Regions from separate parts of the Hordeum vulgare genome. Here region 1 is linked to region 2. The links are chromatin contacts, called in public Hi-C maps. All regions are on one chromosome and are shown on one strand. The core of a region is the stretch at or near the end of the contact, and the rest is flanking DNA. Distances in the headings are between cores, read along the strand shown. Region 1 has its middle 120 kb from the start of LOC123443340. Region 2 holds the start of LOC123443336 (C2 domain-containing protein At1g53590-like).

What was found. Hi-C and Micro-C count contacts between places; a contact is called where the count stands out from the background.
Region 1: a contact with region 2 is called in a Hi-C map of leaf, with 5 times the contacts expected there. The contact joins the enhancer-like site here to the promoter of LOC123443336 in region 2. A contact is called at or near these places in 2 of 6 Hi-C or Micro-C datasets (both in leaf).

The regions. Positions count from the first base shown.
Region 1 is chr3H:154,907,449-154,911,985 of MorexV3_pseudomolecules_assembly, reverse strand. No RefSeq gene overlaps it. Among protein-coding and RNA genes, the nearest start is that of LOC123443340, 120 kb to the left of the region's middle. Within about 2 kb of position 2,500, at least 3 of the 3 cell types and tissues checked have open chromatin away from gene starts, as enhancers often do. A contact at or near this core is called in leaf, where this site is marked.
Region 2 is chr3H:154,716,237-154,720,641 of MorexV3_pseudomolecules_assembly, reverse strand. It overlaps LOC123443336 (C2 domain-containing protein At1g53590-like), which reads left to right and starts at 2,467. Exons shown (of 12, transcript XM_045119671.1): 1 at 2,467-2,774; 2 at 4,241-4,315. The coding sequence starts at 2,649.

The sequences.
Region 1 (4,537 bases), core at 1,251-3,750, 190 kb before region 2:
GGTAAGAGTGCCATTCTTCTCGCGGCCTCCTTGGTGAGGGATGATGTTGCGATCATCGGTTTCTTAGCTCGCTTGCCGTCGGCGGGAGTAGCGGGAGCCGACTCACCGTCGTGAGAGGCAATGGCCACCCTGTCGGCCTTGGTACCGTCGGTGGCAGCCGGTTTGGTGTGTTGGAGAATATTGTTCATACCCAATCTTTTTTCGGTGCGGGCGGAGACCTGTGGGAGGTTTTCGGGGACGACGCGCGAGCGGCAATGGTCGACGAGGTGGCAGAAGTGTCTTGGCTAACCATTCCGACGATGGTGGCGGTTATCGGTGGCGATTGTGATGTGTGGGGGTGGGGCGAAGGGAAGGATGGTGCCATAGAGATGCTCTTAGACTCATTAATCCTAATGAAAGTGTCCTAGTGCATTAAAACTTGGACTATGTAGAAAATGGTATTTTTGACACATTACAAAAAATAGATGCTCATATACACATACATGCACATTGTGTCAATTCTAAAATTTAAACTTTGGGCCTCTTTGAGACTCCTCTACTTCATCAAAATCAGTTCCGCTTCACGAAACTCACTTTGAAGCAGTTTCATACAAAAGTTACAACTCATTAAAAGAGAATGTTTGGTTTTCATCTAGCTCCAACTTTACAAAAGAAAATTTTGGTGTAAAGGATCTATTTAATTGGTTGAGAGGGGAGAAACGAAGGGCTATCCATTTGTTGGTGGCAGTGGTTGATAATTTTCTTCCAACTCCAACTTCCACAATTTTATAAAGCACCTCCTAAAGAGTTTCACAAAAACAAAGAGTTGTATCCCACGTTCTAGTTTTTTGTGAAGCGGTATATCGTGAAGCTACCTCATTTGACTTACGTTTTCTAGAGCGTAAGCTTATTTTTTTGAAGGAGAGGAGTTTCAAACAAGCCCTTTGATGTAGTGGTCCGAGCACAAAGATTATAATCATTTGAGCTACACTAACCTTTGTAACGACGTGTATTCACATGGCATGATAAAACTTATGTAAATAGTTACCGTGACCGACCTTGGAGGATTCGAACCGAGAATTATAGTACTATACACTCAGAGCATCTACGGTCGGAGTTTGTAAATATGACCCCTCAAATGTCCGGATGACCGGGCACGAGTAAACTAAACAAAACTGTATTTTATACTAGATTCCTTAATCCATATAAAAGCATGGAAACGAAAAAACTACTTACCATGTACAAACCTAACTATTACTCCTCGTCGAAGATTTCAACGATCTTCATGCCCTCTAGTGGATACATGGCTGGCAGCCACAGCTCCGCGCCCTCCAGCCTTCTCCACCGCTACTTCCATGTCGAGTTCGTCGAAGAGCGCGTCGTCCTCTGCCTGCCTCTGTCGGATGAGCCTACGGTTGATCGACACCTCGACCTCATCCTGGATGGACTCCGGGATGGCCTGCTACTCCGCCATCTGCTCGGCTTGGGTGATGACGAACTCCGTGCTTGCCATGTTCAAGCCCGGAGCAGGCAGGTCCGCCTCGTCCTCCTCCGCATCAACCACCTTCATTGGCTCAGACAGCTACTCCTCCTCCTCACGCTCCCGCGAGTCCGGAGGCAGACCCGCGGCGATGCGGGTGGCACATCGCGCCTGGATCTGCATCCGGCGCTCCGGCGTAAGCATCGCGTACATGGTGATCCTACGACGGACCATATCGGCGCAAGAGAGCGGGGGAGAGGAGGCGAACGGGCTCAGATGACGGCGGAGAGAGGAAGGAGGTGGGTGTGCTAGTGCTGGGGGACGTTGGGCGGCTTAAATAGTCGGATTTGGCATCGGGCGGCGAGCCGGAGTAGCGCCACACGACTTTCATACCGCGGCGACGGTGGACACGTCCGTCGGACCTTTGAATTTCCGGACGAGTCCGCGTGGGGCCCTCGTCAGGCGGACATGACGAATGCGTCCGATCGTCCCATATTTAAGCTGAATATAAGGGATGTCGGTCAGCTCCGATGTTTGAAGCCCGTTTAAGGTGCTCGATTGAGTCGACTTTCGTAATCGGTCAGTGACCGGAAAGCCTGCTGAGACATTTAAGACGGATACGAGGGATCTCATAGATGCTGTGAGTAGACGTAAACCGTGTATAATGAGATAATTCAGAGAGATACAACCAGATAACCCAAGAACGGAAGACATAGTGGACGACTTGAGAACTACTACCAACAACATGTCACTTGTCCCCGTGGGATTGTTTGGCGATGAGAAAAAGGAAAGCTCATTCGCAGAGCAAAAAAGAAAGCTATGCCGTTAACAGTAGACCTTTTTCAGCATGCAACGACGTACTGCCAGACGGCGCCATCCACGGGAATCCAACAATTTTGCGCGTGAATGGATGATTCCCTGCGGCACGCCACGCGCAAGTCCAGCTTTCCGTCGTATTCCGTCTTTTTCCGTCGTAGGCTTGTAGCTCACCGCAGACGACACTTCGTAGCTGATCGATCCAAGGGATCGCGTGGGCCTCACATGAACCACTGATTGTTTTCTTAGCCAAAGGAACTGAAGCCTCGTGCCGTTGGCGACGTGGCCTGTTTGGATACAGAAGAAACAAAATGATTAATGGCTAACACAGACGCACTGTGCTAAACGTGGCCCTTGCTGTCAGATCTAGATCCAACAGGTCAGCTGGAGTACTAGCTAGCTAGCGTAGGGGTGTTTCTTTTCATGGATTTTTTGATGTAGGGATTAAAAAAAATCTCTTTTAGTTTCATTTAAAGAAACATGAGGGATTTTTAGGGACTAAAAGAGGGTATTTGGGACTAAAGGAAGAAGTCCCTATGGAAGGGACTTTTTGGGACTTTATTGACACATTTTTCAACAGTGCCCCTACTTTTAACATGTCATTTAATAACTTCTAGCATATTGCTAGGGGTAACATGGTCTTTTTACATGTCATTTAATGATCTCTAGTCCATGTTTAGTCATTGAAAAGAAACGGATAGGGACTAGATACTTTTTAGTTGGGACTAAAAAAGTCATAAACTTTTAAAAAAAACAAGGCCGTAGTGTCGGCGCGGGAGGGAAGGCAGCTGATCCCACGATGGCCGGGGTGGCACAGCACTGGTAGGTATCCAATCCGCGTCGGCCGGGTCCGCGTGGATAATGGACTTTCGATACTCTTTGGTCCACACCAAATTAGATAGTGGCAGCCCAAATTGCTTTTGGAGCTCCGCCTCCATGAAGGTCTTTAAATTTAAAATTTAAATTTTATGAAAATTCAAATTTTATATTTTAAAAAGTTTTGAAAAAAATACAGAGACAAGTAAAGGTGTAACACACATGTGTGTAAATTTTTAGAAAAAAATACGTTGAAATAAGGGTTGTACAAAAAAGACAAATCTGAAGATTTTTAACACGTGATATTATTCATCGTTCCAGGCCATGAATTTGTTTTTTTGTGCAAATCATGTTTTAAGGTATTTCATCCTAACATTTTACACACATACACATAACATCATTCCTTACTTGCGTATTTTATTTTAGATTTTTTTTAAAAAACAGAAAAGTTTAAATTTTTCAAAAAAATTGGCTACCATGGAGCTCGGCCTCCAAACGTCTATTCTCCATCTTCAGGGACATTTTTTTAGACTCCATTTCCGGAAGAATGCAGAGACATAAAATATAGAAAAAATGACAGTAATTAGCGGGTCACCATCTTTTTCTTTCACGAGTGTCGCTTTCAACGTGGGGTATAAAATCCTACACACAAACATTAAACAGTGACCTTTTAGACATCTTCAACGACAACCTGTATTTTTTTTCCTACATCCGACCGCGAACACAAGATCAGTTCATGGCCACGGATGCGGGAGTACGATATTCAAACACAGCCGCATACATTTTGACAATAACTCGAACCAATCGAACGATATTCGTGTAGACACGGTCAGATTTCATGCAAACATGACAAATTTCATGCAAACACGGTGAATTGTATCGTATTTCGAACATATTTTAATTAAAAACATAAAACTATATGCACGTATGGTCGTGCGAAGCTCCGTTCCCAAAACACGGATACGCCACACTAGTCTACACTGGGCCGTGGCGGATCCCTTTTGTTTCCCATATGTGCGCGCTCACCGTACTGTCGGGAGCCCCAGAGGCATATGTTTCAGTGCAAAGGATGCCTCGCTTTCCCGCCGCTCGTCAGAGCGGAAGCCCGGACTGATGCTTCAGCCGGAGGGGAAGTGGGTGACTCCGCTTCCGTGTAACCCATGCAGGGTCGACGAAGGTTCTCAGAAAACAAGAACCGGGCAAGACACTAGATGTGTACACCGGTGTCGCCCCGGTGGTGGCCTTCATGGAACCCAAGCGACCGCGACCTCCCAGTTCTACTTCTGCTCGATGATGGTCGCACGCGCGGAGCGCTGGCCACCGACTCGTCGCTCTCCTCACACATGGCTTTTGTCTCTGCCTGCATGGCGCGGTCGCAGTCACGGAAGGCGCGACCACCCCCATGCTCCCCACCGTGCTGGTGTGGCACAACTCATGACTCATCAT
Region 2 (4,405 bases), core at 1,218-3,717:
TCAGTCACACCGGTCTCTGCCTTCCACTTCAGCAATTCCAGTGGGCTACCCAGCTTCTTCTGGCCATCTTCACAAGTTGGGTACAACAATTTGTTGTGGTCCTGTAACATCTGCTCGAACTGCAACCTCTCCTTTTCTGTGTCGCAACCTCGTCGTGCATCAGAAATGACCCGGCCAAGATCATCAGCGGGCTCATCTGGTTCCCGTTCTTCATCCTGATCTTCTTCTTCATTGTCTTCCATTGCGGTATCAGCATACTCAGGGAACATAGATCGGTAGTTGTCATCATCATTCTCTTCTTCTTCATCGTCGCCTTCCATCATAACCCCTCTTTCTCCATGCTTGGTCCAAACATTATAGCCCGACATAAAACCGGACCGAAGCAGGTGGCTCTGAATGACTCTTGAGGAAGTGTAATCCTTCTCATTTCGATATTCAACACATGGACAAAACATATATCCACCACCATGCTTGTTCGCATCAGCTGCATCTCGAAAAGAATGCACACCTTCTCTGTAAGCGGTTGTGCGTCGATCACCGTACATCCATGGATGGCTCATCTCTGCGTTATACGACAGTATATCAAATACAATCACGATCCTAAAAATTAGTACCGCACGGTCTAAACGAGGAAATATAGTTGCTAACCTTTTAGAATAAGTAGAAATAAAGAGGAGGAGGTTTAAGCGTGGCTCGGGCATCTCATATCGTAGTTGTGTTCGGTGAACTGAAGCGGCATCGCTCTAACACACATTTCAACAAACACCTCTAGTGCATCAAAAAAAGTTGAGAGCAAGCACCCACCCACAATCCTCCATCCAAGAAAAATGCAACGAAGAGGGGAGAGGGGGCTGTGCTATATATAGGCAGAGGACTTTAGTCCCGGTTTGAGACACAAACCGGGACTAAAGGTGGCGCACATGCGGGCTGCCCATCGCGTAGCCCTTTAGTCCCGGCTTGGGACACGAACCGGGACTAAAGGCTCCTTACGGGCCGGGACTAAAGCCTCGAGGGAGGATATGAGAATTGGGGCGACGTGGCCGGGCCTTTAGTCCCGGCCCAGAGGCAGGCCGGGACTAAAGGGTCCAGGCCAAAGACCCGTTTTCTACTAGTGGATGTTACCCAGCCATGGATCTGATAGGTGATGGTGCGTTGGAATATTAACATTGTTTTGTGGTCTTCCATACACAAGTTGTGTGTGACGGTACAAGCCTGCAACTCTTTTGTTTCTTCGATCAAGGAAGAAACTGGGACAAACATTTGTGGTGTCTTTCATTGAAAATGTGGTGGCAGCGAATGCTCGACGGTACACATGGACGAGTAAGAGATGTAGATGCCCAATTATTATATTCAATTAAAATGTGGCATGGGCATCTATTCTTTCACGCGCTTTGTGTTGTACAAATGAAGCTACCAAAAGATTGTTGTACAGTACTATCAGTTACTCCCTCCGTTTCTAAATATAAGTCTTTTAAGATATTTCATTAGAAGTCTACATACGGAGCAAAATGAGTGAATCTACACTCGAAAGTATGTCTATATACATCCGTATGTAGTCCACTAATGAAACTTCTTTAAAGACTTATATTTAGGAACGGAGGAAGTACTTCTGAACCCCCTTGTGGTATTTGTAACGAGCTAGGCTATAAAATGGTTGCCTTTATGTCCATATGTGCCTATCATTATGTATGGTGCTTGTCTTTGCTTATAAGCCCAACAACAAGATGCATTTATGTATGTGCGCCGTCTTAACAGATTTGTATTGCCATATCATTTCGGATGTCTGTCTTCTCGCTAAACTAAGCCTAATGTCATACAATCATGTTAACAAATATGACAGCTTGATTAGTGCGCACAATCCCGCCTCAAGAGGCGCCATCAGGTGGCGCCCCAGCCATTAGTGTGAACTAATTGGAGTTGTCATGTATAGCCAATTACAATTGTCATGTGTGATTAACTAGTGTTAGAAAAGTCTTAATTTATAATAAAGAATGTAAAGAAAAATAAACCGACGGACCTGGGTGAGAGGGATGGTGGGATGAGAGGTGAAAAAAATCATGTAAAAATAGAGGACGAAAAAAATCGCTATTCATCAACTGATCATTTAGGACTAAATTAGAAGTAGAGGCGGATGGCAATTTTGATGACCGTATACTCCCTCCTTCTAAATATAAGTTTTTTTTAAATTTTTACTAGAGGACTACATACGAAACAAAATGAGTGAATCTACACTCTAAAGTATGTATATATATATACATTTACATGTAGTCTTATAATGAAATTTTTAAAAAGATTTATATTTAGAAACGAAGAGAGTAAATGGATAAGGGGATTTGGTGATCGGCCTTGGAGTTGCCATAGCATACCCGAACCGGACCGGAGCCCCGATGCGCGTGCGGGGCTCCTATGCCAGCACGCCACTTGGCACTTTCTTACGTGTCGGCTGGGGTCATGGATGACAATAATCTCTCACTCACCACCCCGTCATTTTCCGAAATCCCTTTCCCGGGACACGCACCCGCTCGCTCGCCTCCCCCCCGCGGCCCCCCTCGTCCGTTCCACCCAGATTCACAAACCCGCCACTTGCAAGTTGCAACTCCTTTTCGCGGCAGCAAACAAGATCGCCGGCGCGGCGCGGCGGAGCAGGGATGGACGCCGGCGACCTCTCCATCGTGCACCACATCGGCCTCGTGCTGGTCGCGCTGTGGGCCGCAGCCTCCTTCGGCTTCTGCCACTCCATCGTCTTCCTCGTCGCCTTCCTCTACCTGTACATGGCAAGTATGCTACTGCTGCTGCTTTCCTCCGCCCCACCGCCTCACCCCTCCCGGGATACCGGATACGGCTTCGTTGCTAGAACTTCATGCTCGCCTCTGCCACATCCGGGTTTACACCGCACCGTTATACCGCGTCGCTTTGGCTCCCAGATTCCTGCTCTTCCCCCCACTTCTGCGGCACCTTCAATTCGTCCACTTTTGATGACGTAGCTGCTGCTGACAGAGACGTACAAGGCACACGGTGCACGATTCTGGCTTTGCTTGCGGGTTATAGCCGCTCCGTTTGACTCGGTTTTCTTTATTGGAATGATATTTGGTCTGCTATGATGTTTCTGATGCTTTGTGAAATTGAGTTTGTAGGGTGCTATGGTTTGGCATAGTACTGATAACTTCTCCACATGTCAGTGGTACAAGCTGGGTAATCAATTGACTACCCAGTTTTTTGGTGAAACTAGCATATAGGTGTAGAAATGTTGAACAAATTGTATAAATTCATATATTTGACTACACAATCTGAAACTGACTACACAAGACTAAATTTCTGGCACCTGTTACTTGGAACAGGCGACAGATATACTCTTATGTGTTTTCTTGGGCATTTATTTTATTGGGGACGCCGTGCTGTAGCCCAGCTTATGCAATATGATGTCTTTTTGTATAAATTGTAACCTGATGGTTCTATGCTTCCAGGGAAAATGTGGATTTGACTTTTAGTTTGTTGAATACTCTATTAGATTTCCGGGATTTTTTTATTAAACATGTTCTCTGGGAAGAATTTATTAAACATGTTACATGATACGGTGGAAGTTTTGTTGCCTTAAATGAAATATAAGCATATAAATTCGTAATTCACAACGGTTGTGTCTTCTTTTGAGAAAAATTAGTTCCCGAGCATAATTTGTCACCTATCCATGTTTTGACTACAACAATTTGATATAGTGAGCTACTGTCCCTACTCCCTAGGGGGTTATCTTATATGCTGCTCAGCAACACACCAACTTTTAAAGGATTGGTAAAACACACCAATAATATAATTTCATAAGCACTGAGCAGGATCAAAGAATTTCCATCCATTCTTATAAGCTCAATTTCTCTGGACTGACCTCACTTTTATGATAATTAAAGCATGTAATGTATTTGAGATAGACGCTGTCTGTTCACTTTTTTAAATATTTTCCCATATTGGTGGTATTGCCAATTAACACCAATCAGTAGTTGCTTTGAGCTGCCTTTACTGCGCTTATTTTCTTTCCTTATTTTACCCCCTGTTTCCATCTGAAATGTTTTTTTTCTTCTTGAATATGACTTTTGTTACTAAGTTCTAGCTTCAGGATGCACGCATTTTAACCTTCCTGGCTCAGATGTTTGCATGAATATGGCTAGATACCAAAAAATCAGAACTAAATATAAGTATATCATAGCTGCTCCTTCCAGAACTAAAATTTAAACTATTATTTCTATTGTAGGTAAATGCCCGCTGTGCAATGAGACTGCGGAAGCGAATACAGCATGCGGAAATGAAATCTGCCTACCAACGAAGAGTATGCACCTTTTCTGCAATCCAAAATCAATGTTTGTGCCAATTATTACAAGGACGAACTTGGTTGACTAGGCTAGCACACCCTTTTTCA